Linked DNA regions of Ovis aries: region 2 is linked to region 1. A link is a contact called in public Hi-C data. All regions are on one chromosome and are shown on one strand. Each heading gives the region's core, a stretch centred on a gene start, on an enhancer-like site or on the middle of the called end of the contact. The rest is flanking DNA. Distances are from core to core; before and after follow the strand shown.

Region 1 (4,542 bases), core at 882-3,381:
CCATTTTCAGCACCCTTGAGTGTGAGAAAGTGTTAGTTACTCCATCATGTCCGACTCTTTGCAGCCACATGGACTGCAGCCCGCCATGCTCCTCTGTCCGTGGAACTCTTCAGGCAAGAATACTGGAATGGATAGCCATTCCCTTCTCCAGGGGATCGTCCTGACCCAGGGGATCGAACCTAGCTCTCCCACACTGTGGGCAAATTCTTTACCATCTGAGCCAAGAGGTCTGCTCTCATTCAGCCAGTGAGAATCCCATTCTTTGAACTTTTCACAAAATGAAACAGTCAGACATCTCACAGGTCAATTCAAGATAAAAAAGAAAAGGTAGGAGAAGAAAAACTGGAGAAACTTTTCATTCTTCCAGTTGGGTGGATTTTAACAGACTTTTATGATTATCTGCTTAAAGTAATTATCAGCTACAGAAGGTTTATTATTATTAATGCTTAAAAAAAAGGAGAAAAAGAAAAACTCCATTAAAAAAACATCTTCCCCAAAACTACTGCTTCTGTTACTTTTCCCATAATTTTCACCACATTTACTACATCCAAGACTATTTATGGCCAGCCTTCCCTGGTAGCAAAATATAACAGATTATGAAAAACGGATCTAGCAGAAATGCTGAGGAATTTCTGAGGGTTTGGTGGGGGGTGGGTGGTTGGGGTAAAGAATAGAATTGTTTTCATTCTTTGCTTGGTTTACTCTCTGGATGTTTGCTTCAAATTGCTACATTGCCTCAAATTATAAATTGTATGTGTAATTTAACATGTAACAAGAGGGTTCAGCTGCTTAAGAATTTCTCATTTGAGCAACTGAGCTTTCCAATGAAATTCTCACAGGAAAAATTCTGAAGTAAACTGCTTAAGTATAATTGAAGTTTCCAGGTACTCTTCAAAAACACCTTTGACCACAATAGGTTTATATAAAAGCTAAATCTTTAAGCTAAGGAAAAATGCTTGATGTGTGTTTATTCAGCATAAAGCCTGGTTAAGTTTCTTCCAGCTTCCGTAAGAAGTACTTCAGAGGTTAAACTTCTAGCCCATTCGTTAATCACTGACCCTCCAAACAAGCTGCGGATACAGAATGGAACCATGAAACCTGCCTTCCTGTGCCTCTACTTACCAATCCAGTATCTTATATTGGAATGCCTAGCAGTGCAGACGGAGAAGGCAAGGGCACCCCACTCCAGTACTCTTGCCTGGAAAATCCCGTGGACGGAGGAGCCTGGTAGGCTGCAGGCCATGGGGTCGCACAGAGTAGGACACGACTGAAGCGACTTAGCAGCAGCAGCGCAGAGGTAATACGCCTAGACGCTGACCAAGCGCGTTAGATCCTGTTCAGCAATAATAGGGGTGAAAAGAGCGCGTGCTCTTTTTCTGGCCCCCCACCCACTCACAGGGCTTCGCTGCTAAAGCAGTCCCTGAAGGCCCGGGGTGGGGGGCAGCCGACTAGTCCTTCCGGTCGCGCTTTGGCCTTGGTGCATCGCTGCACCGGGACTGCGACCTCAACTCTCGCAGCCTGCGGGTCTCCAGTCGCCCAGAGTGGAGATGGGGTCTGCCTGCGGCTCCTAGAACTCCCGCCAGCAACTGGGGTCCAGCCACACAGCCACTTCCAGCGCATTTCCCTCCGCCGAAAACTTTAGGACTTGCAGCGCAACCGGCCGAGCTCGGTTTCCCTCTCCGCGGTCACTGTGGGCCCCGGGCGCCCACCCCTCCCGGCTCCGCGGGGACGCGCACCCACTGCCCAGCCAGGATGCCAGGACGGTGGGTACGCGGGAGCCCTGCACCTCGGCACCTGGCACCTCTGGGGCGCGGGGAGGGGTCTGCAAACTCGCCAGCAGCCGGGTGCGCCCCGATCGGCGCGCTCCCTCCCCGGAGCTCCCGGGCGCGAACCCCCGGCCCCGAACCCCCGGCCCCTTGCACTCACCTCGTGTCCAGAGCGCGGAGAGGAAGAGCCACGGCAGGAACAGCAGCATAGCCCGCCCCATCCCGAGATTGCGGGTCTGAACAGTCTCTTTGGACCGACGGACAGATGGACGTCCGGAACCTGCCGCGTCGCCGGCCTAGCGCGCGCAGAAACAGCCCACTCCCGGAGACCCGGGCAACCCGCTCCGAAGGCGCAGAGCGGAGCCGCGGTCGAAGGCGCCGAGAGCCGGAGCGGGGCGGGCGAGGGGCCGAGCCTGGGCCGACCCAGCCAGTCCGGGAGGGGAGGGGGCGGGAAGGCAGCGGGGAGAGGCGGGCGGCGGAGTGGGTGGAAGGGGGGCTGGACCCAAGGGGCGGAGAGGGGCGGGCCGCGGGGTGGGGTTGAGCCTGGGCTTGCGGGAGGGCGGCGGGGGCTGAAAGCGGGGGGAGGGAGGTGAGGACCGTAAAGGGGAGGGGTAACTGGAGGTCTGGGGAGGAGAAAGTGCCCGGGCCTCCCGGGGATCCAGACGACCGACAAGTGCAGGTAGGAGGGACAGAGAGTAAGTTGGGGAGGAGCGTAGGGTGCCCGAGGCTGCCAGCGACTTAAGACAAGGTGCCTGCGGCTTGGAGGCTGAGGCAGTCCCGCAATCCCGGCTCAGCAGACAGAAAACGCAGGCAGCAACGCGCCAAGAAGCCGAGGCCACCTTGGCGGCGCCCCCAGCCGAGCGCCTTCCCCGGGCCGAAGGTGTGGGGCAGTCCTGGAGTCTCGGAGCTCACCGCCTCCCGGGAAGGGAAGAGCGTTTTGCTGTGCCCCCTTGTGGAGTCCAAGAGAGGACTCGTGGAGGGAGATAAACACCTACGAAGTGGGAAGAGGCCTCCCACCCCCACCCCCCAGCGATTAAAGTGTGGAGGGGCCAAGAGGGCAGTCGCAGAGAAAGTTAACCGTGAAAGAAGTGTCAGCCACTTGTACTAATAACTGAAAGGATAACTTGACATTTTATATATAGATACGCACACATACCGGTGGTGCCAGTGCAGGAGAGGTAAGAGACATGAGTTCGATCCCTGGGTGGGGAAGATCTCCTGGGGAGGGCATGGCAACCCACGCCCTTGTATGGGTTGTATTCTTGCCTGGAGAATCCCCATGGACAGAGAAGCCTGGCAGGCTCCAATCCGCGGGGTCACGTAGGGTCACACAGACTCCGACGTGCCTGAAGCAACTCAGCATGCATGCACACACATGCACAATACTATGTTTAAGGCCACATCTTTAGAATTAATGTATTTTCATGTGATCCTTTGACAACATGAATCAATAATGCCATTCCTCTGCTCGAAACCGGACAGTGATTCCTGCTTTCTCTCTGCATGAAAGCCAGAGTCCTGCCTTGTGGCCTACAGGGGAATACATGACCTGGTCCCCTCTCCTCTCCGACCTCATCTCCTTACTCCACTTCCGTTCATGCTGCTTTCTGGTCCAGAGTCCCTGACCCCAGTCAGGCTGGTCAAGTGGGCTAGATTTGGCTATAAGGAGGCAACCAGCCCAGTGGATTTAGATCCATTGTTACTTAACTGACAGCAAAATCAGCATGATGTCAGCCACTGGCATCCCTAGTCCCATAGGATGACACCCAGCCAGAGGGGTGGACATGAGCAGTGGGTAGCTCCCATGATGAGCAGCCAACTCTAAAGTACAGCCGAGCAGTTTCATTGATTTTCACAGGTGACTGCTGCTGTGTTGTTGGGTGCGGGGAAGGGGGCATGGTGGGGGGGTGGGAGTGGAAACTCACGTGCCCAGCTGAAAGTCTGGAGAAGGAAGAGAGACAGGTGTGCTGTGAGATAAGGAGAAGAAAACGCCTCCGATGGCTGCTCACCAGCCTCACCTCCCCCTGCCCCGGGAGGAATCGCGGGACAGTTTCCCAAGATCTGGGTAGAACTGGAGTCAAGCCTCACCTGCACACCTACATGGACATGTGCAGGGTCGCCAGGGTGTGTCAGCAGAGCCCTGTTCTCCTGCGGTGTCCTTGCTGCTGCTCATATACACCAGACTCTCTTCCATCCCAGGGTTTTGCACCAACTGTTTCCTCTGCTTGGAATGCTCTTCGATAGACTCACACCCTCTTGGTTAATTCTCCTCCTTCAAGTCTTTGCTATGCCTCACATTCTTGATGAGGCTTCTGTTGTTGTTCAGTCGCTAAGCCATGTCCAACTCTTTGCAACCCTGTGGACTGCAGACTTCCCTGTCCTTCACTATCTCACGTGATTTGCTCAAACTTACGTCCATTGAGTTGGTGATGCCATCCAACCATCTCATCCTCTGCTACCCTCTTCTCCTCTTGCCTTCAGTCTTTCTTAGCGTCAGGGTCTTTTTCCAGTGAGTTGGCTCCTCACATCAGGTGGTTAAGCTATTACAGCTTCAGCTTCGGCATCCATCATTCCAATGAATATTCAGGGTTGATTTCCTTTAGGATGGACGGGTTTCATCTCCTTACAGTCCAAGGGACTCTCAAGAGTCTTCTCCAGCACTACAATTTGAAAACATCAATTCTTTGGCGCTCAGCCTTCTTCCTGGTCCAACTCTCACATTTATACATGACTCCTGGAAAAACCATAGCTCTGACTATATGGACCTTTGTTGGCC
Region 2 (4,542 bases), core at 1,258-3,757, 140 kb before region 1:
CAGATCCCAGGGACCAATGACAGCACACTTCACCAGCTAAAGCCACCAAACCCCAGCCACGTAGAAGGCCCTGTCAGCCCACGACGCCTCGGCCTGGCGACCTATCCAAACCCCCGTCCATCTAGCCTGACCATCCCTTGCAACTTCCTCGACCTGTCTCGTTCTGTCTCGTTCGGGTCCAGGAACCCTGACCAGGAGCGCTTCACCATTAAAAAGCCTGTTAGACACTCTTTTGGTGTCCTGGTCTTTTACCTAACAATATGGTCAAGCAGTCTGTTTGCAGCCAATTTATTTCCAATTTATTCTGACTTAGTTTATGCTATTCACTACGGAAGCAGCAGGAAACCTTAAGTGTGGGTCTCTGTGAAGGAAAGTTACTTGGCTCAAAATAGCCTGGAGTTAAAACTCCCCTCCAGGTCCTCCCCACCATTCTATGCAAAACAAAGAACTCTCTCACCGGAAGAAAGAAAAATGGACGTTAAGGTTGACTATACCTAGCTGGGCCCAGCTCCCAGCCGGTCCAGCCTCTGACCAAGCTCCATAATTCTTTGCCCCAGCCCTTTAGGAGATAACTACTCTGAACAACCTTGGAGAAGAACAGGCCCCCTTAAGATAATAGCTTTCCACATATATGCAAACAAACTTACTCTTTTCTTGGGTTAGTGCAGCAGCTCACTAATCTGACTGCTGCCCCTTCTCACCTCATTGAAGGTGATCTGTTCTATAAAGTGCCAGTCTTGTTCTTTTTCTGAACCTCGCCTTCTAACTCCTTTACCTCACACTCTGAATTTTGCTTTTTACTGTTCAGAAAAATTCAATAATGGAGATACGTAGGCTCTATGACTGGTACACAAAATAGGGCACCAACCCAGGAAAATCCTGGAAGAAATGGTTGCACTGGGTCTTAAAGATTCAGAAAGATACATACTCTAGCCTCTATGTAGCTTTTGTGCTATATTAAGAATTTGTAGTCTCCTACATTACTTTCTTTTTCTGATTGAGGAATTCAAAATGTAAGTTTTGCCTTTAGAATTCGGACATCCAGACTTCCCGGGTGGTCCAGAGGTTAACAATCTGCCTGCCAATGCAGAGGACATGGGTTGGATCCCTGGTCCAGGAAGATCCCATATGCTGCAGGCTCACCACAACTACTGAAGCTCCCGTCCTAAAGACCCTGCACTACAGCAAGAAAAGCCTCTGCAATGAGAGGCCTGAGCACCTCAACTAGAAGTAGTTCCCGCTCACAGCAAACGGAGAAAACCCACAGGCAGCAAGGAAGACTCAGCGCAGCCACAAATAAAAATAAATTAATAAAAAGAATTCAGACATCGCTTCTATACATGTGGAAAATATGCATCTCAAACAGAGATGGATGAATCATCTGACTCTAGAAAAGTGGTCCTGTCCCTCTTTAGCAAATTTTTCCAAAATTCTACCCCGGCATTCCTCCCCAACATGAGACATGAAACTTCCGGATGTCAAGTTCTCAAATGGCCTGCCCTGGAAAGGAAGAGTTTCCATGGGCTCAAACCTCCGGACTAGCCTTGCAAATGTCCCGCCCCCGCCCCCCAACCACACATACTCCCAGAACTGTGATAGGAGCCCGAGAGAAATTCAGAAACCCAGAAAGAGGGCAAGTGGCATGACTGTTGCCTGTTCCCTTCTGGAAGGAAGAAGGAAGAAAAAGGGAGGGAGGAAGGGAGGGAGGAAGAGAGAGAAAGAGAGGAATAAAGACGCACACGCTTTATAAATGTATGCGGAAACTGAAACCCTGGAAAGTCCTTCCTGTGGCCACGCGGGTGTGGCACTGTGGCTGCACCCCGGCACGAGGGGTCAAATCCAAAGATGCCGCTAGGAGTGCCAAGCTGTTCAGGGCTCAGGTCTGAATAAAGAAGGGCCTAATCTAGCCAGAGGCGGTCCGAGCAGAGCGAGAGGCCAGGACTACGGGAAAGATGATTTTCACTAACAGGGTTCAGAAGGGAGAGCCGCCCCCCGGCACAGAAGCCTGACACGTCTTCCCCATAGGCCAGGTCTGGCCGGAGGAGGGGGCGCTCCCCGCCCACAGCGGACAAAAGGCCCAGGAAACCTACTGGGCGCCCAGAGCAGGCTTGGCCAGATGAGCAAGCCAGGGACTGGCTCCCAGCGGGGGCCAGAGAACCCTTCGGGCCCGAGATGCGCCTCGCCTCGGTCCCGACATTCCGCTTACGTCACTGATCGTCGCGGTCCAGAGCCCGACCTCGGGGACGGCGCCCACAGCCGCCAGGCCGCAGCACAGGAGGAAAAGGGCGAAGCGCAGCAGCGGGCGCCCGGCAGGAAGGCGGCGGCGGGCCGGGAGCCAGACCCCGTCGCGGCAGGCGGCAGCCATCTTTACGCGGAAGCCGCACCTGGCGCTCCGCCGCAGCGCAAGCCCGCACCTGGTGCAGGCCCGCCCCCGGGAGGCGGGCTCGGGCCCAGGAAGTCTGGATGGGACGTGGAGACCAGGCTCAGGGCCAGCTGGGGCGGAGAGTGGGGGGGCAGGGGGAGGGGCCAGAGCGTGAAGAGTAGAGGGGGCGGGGTGGGGTCCGAGCGTGGAGGTGGGGCCAGTGGGGAGGCGGGGCCTGGAGGGGAGGCGAGGGGCGTGGCTCAGGGCCGGCCGGGGCGGGAAGGAGGTGCCCAGAGCGTGGAGGTGGGGCCAGTGGGGAGGCGGGGCCTGCCTGAAGAGGAGGCGAGGGGCGGGGCCCAGGGCCGGCGGGGGCGGAGAGTGGGGGGGACCAGAGCGTGAAGAGTAGAGGGGGACGGGCGGGGTGGGGTCCGAGCGTCGAGGTGGGGCCAGGCGGGGAGGCGGAGCCTGAGAGGAGGCGAGGGGCGGGGCTCAGGGCCGGCCGGGGCGGAGAGTTGGGGGAGGGGTGGGGTCCGAGCGCGGAGGTGGGGCCAGGCGGGGAGGCGGGGCATGGAGGGGAGGCGAGGGGCGGGGCCCTGAGGGGTTGGGCCTCAGTGTGAAGGCGGGGCGGGAGGGGAGGCGGAGCTCTGAACCAGGCTCATGTGAACGCGGGGGTCCGGAGTGGAAGCGAGGGGCGGGGCTCAGGGCTGGACGGGGCGTGGCACGAGCGTGGAAAGGAAAAGGGGCGGGGAGGAAGAGGGGTCCAAGTATGAAGGCGGGGCCAGGTAGGGAGAGGAGCCGGCAGAGGGGGCGAGGGGCGGGGCTCAGCGTTGGGCAGGAGTGTGGAAGCGGGTAGGAGGGGAGGCAGGGCTCTGAATCTACCTGAGCTGGAGGTGGCTTTAGCCAGAGGCCGAAATCTCAGGTCCCAATCTCCACGTGGCTGTGGTCAACTTTTGTTGTTGTTCAGGCGCCCAGTCGCGTCCAGACTTTCCTATCCCATGGACTGCAGCACGCCAGGCCTCCGAGTCCCTCATCATCTCCTGGAGTTTGCCCAAGTTCATATTCATTGAATCCGTGATACAGTCCAGCCATCTCATCCTCTGACGCCCTCTTCTCGTTCTGCCCTCAATCTTTCCCAGCATCAGGGACTTTTCCAATGAGTCGTCTGTTCACAACATATGACCAAGATACTGGAGCTTCAACTTCAGCATCAGTCCTTGTAGTGAATAATCAGGGTTGCGCTCCCTTAAGATTGACTGGTTTGGTCTCCTTGCTCTCCAAGGGGCTTTTGGGAGTCTTCTCCAGCACCACAGTTCGAAGGCATCAATTCTTTGGCGTTCTGCCTTCTTTACAGTCCAGCTCCCACAACCATATGTGACCGTTGGGAAGACCATAGCCTTGACTATACAGACCACTGTTGGCAGAGTAATGTCCCTGCTTTTCAACACACTGTTTAGGTTTGTCATCGCTTTCCTGCCAAGAAACAATCGTCTTCCGATTTCATGGCTGCAGTCACTGTCTGCAGTGATTTTGGAGTCCAAGAAGAGGAAATCTGTCACTTCTTCCACCTTTTCCCCTTCTATTTGCCATGCAGTAATGTGGCCAGATGCCATGATCTTAGTTTTTTTAATGTTTAGTCTTAAGTCGACTCTTTCACTCTGCTCCCTCACCGTCATCAAGAGGCTCTTTACTTCCTCTTCGCTTTCTGCCATCAGAGTGGTATCATCCACATATCTGAGGTTGTTGATGTTTCTCCCACCTATGTTGATTCCAGCCTGTCATTTCTCGTGATGTGTTCAGTGTATAGGTTAAACAAACAGGGTGACAGAGGCTTATAGGGTGGAGCTACTAGCTACTAGTTAAAGTTCTCTGTGTGATTCAGTTTCTTGGATCCTTTGCATTTGTTCATACCCCAAGCCCCTCATCTCATGGGAAACAAATTGTTTTCTGAATTCATGGTGAGTGCCTGCAAAGTGCTCTGAGGTCGGGTCAGTTGAACCCAAGGCACTGTATTGTGAATATATTGTCAGTGAGATGGTTAAGAATTTTTAGAACGAATGAAGTTGCCTGGTTACTGTTTAAAGCTCAGAGGGGTAAAGCTTTTGTCTGTCTTAGTTGTTTACTTCACCAGGCATTTTCAACTGCGAAAAGTGAACAAATGTCTTGCTGTCAAAGAGCACTGC

Evidence for each region. Hi-C and Micro-C count contacts between places; a contact is called where the count stands out from the background.
Region 2: a contact with region 1 is called in a Hi-C map of liver, with 5 times the contacts expected there. The contact joins the promoter of TMEM87B here to the promoter of MERTK in region 1. A contact is called at or near these places in 7 of 16 Hi-C or Micro-C datasets (blood, hypothalamus, liver and 3 more).

What each region holds. Positions count from the first base shown.
Region 1 is chr3:106,024,448-106,028,989 of ARS-UI_Ramb_v3.0, reverse strand. MERTK (MER proto-oncogene, tyrosine kinase) reads right to left here and starts at 2,131. Exons shown (of 18, transcript XM_060412433.1): 1 at 1,927-2,131. The coding sequence starts at 1,987.
Region 2 is chr3:106,160,387-106,164,928 of ARS-UI_Ramb_v3.0, reverse strand. TMEM87B (transmembrane protein 87B) reads right to left here and starts at 2,507. Exons shown (of 19, transcript XM_060412436.1): 1 at 2,415-2,507.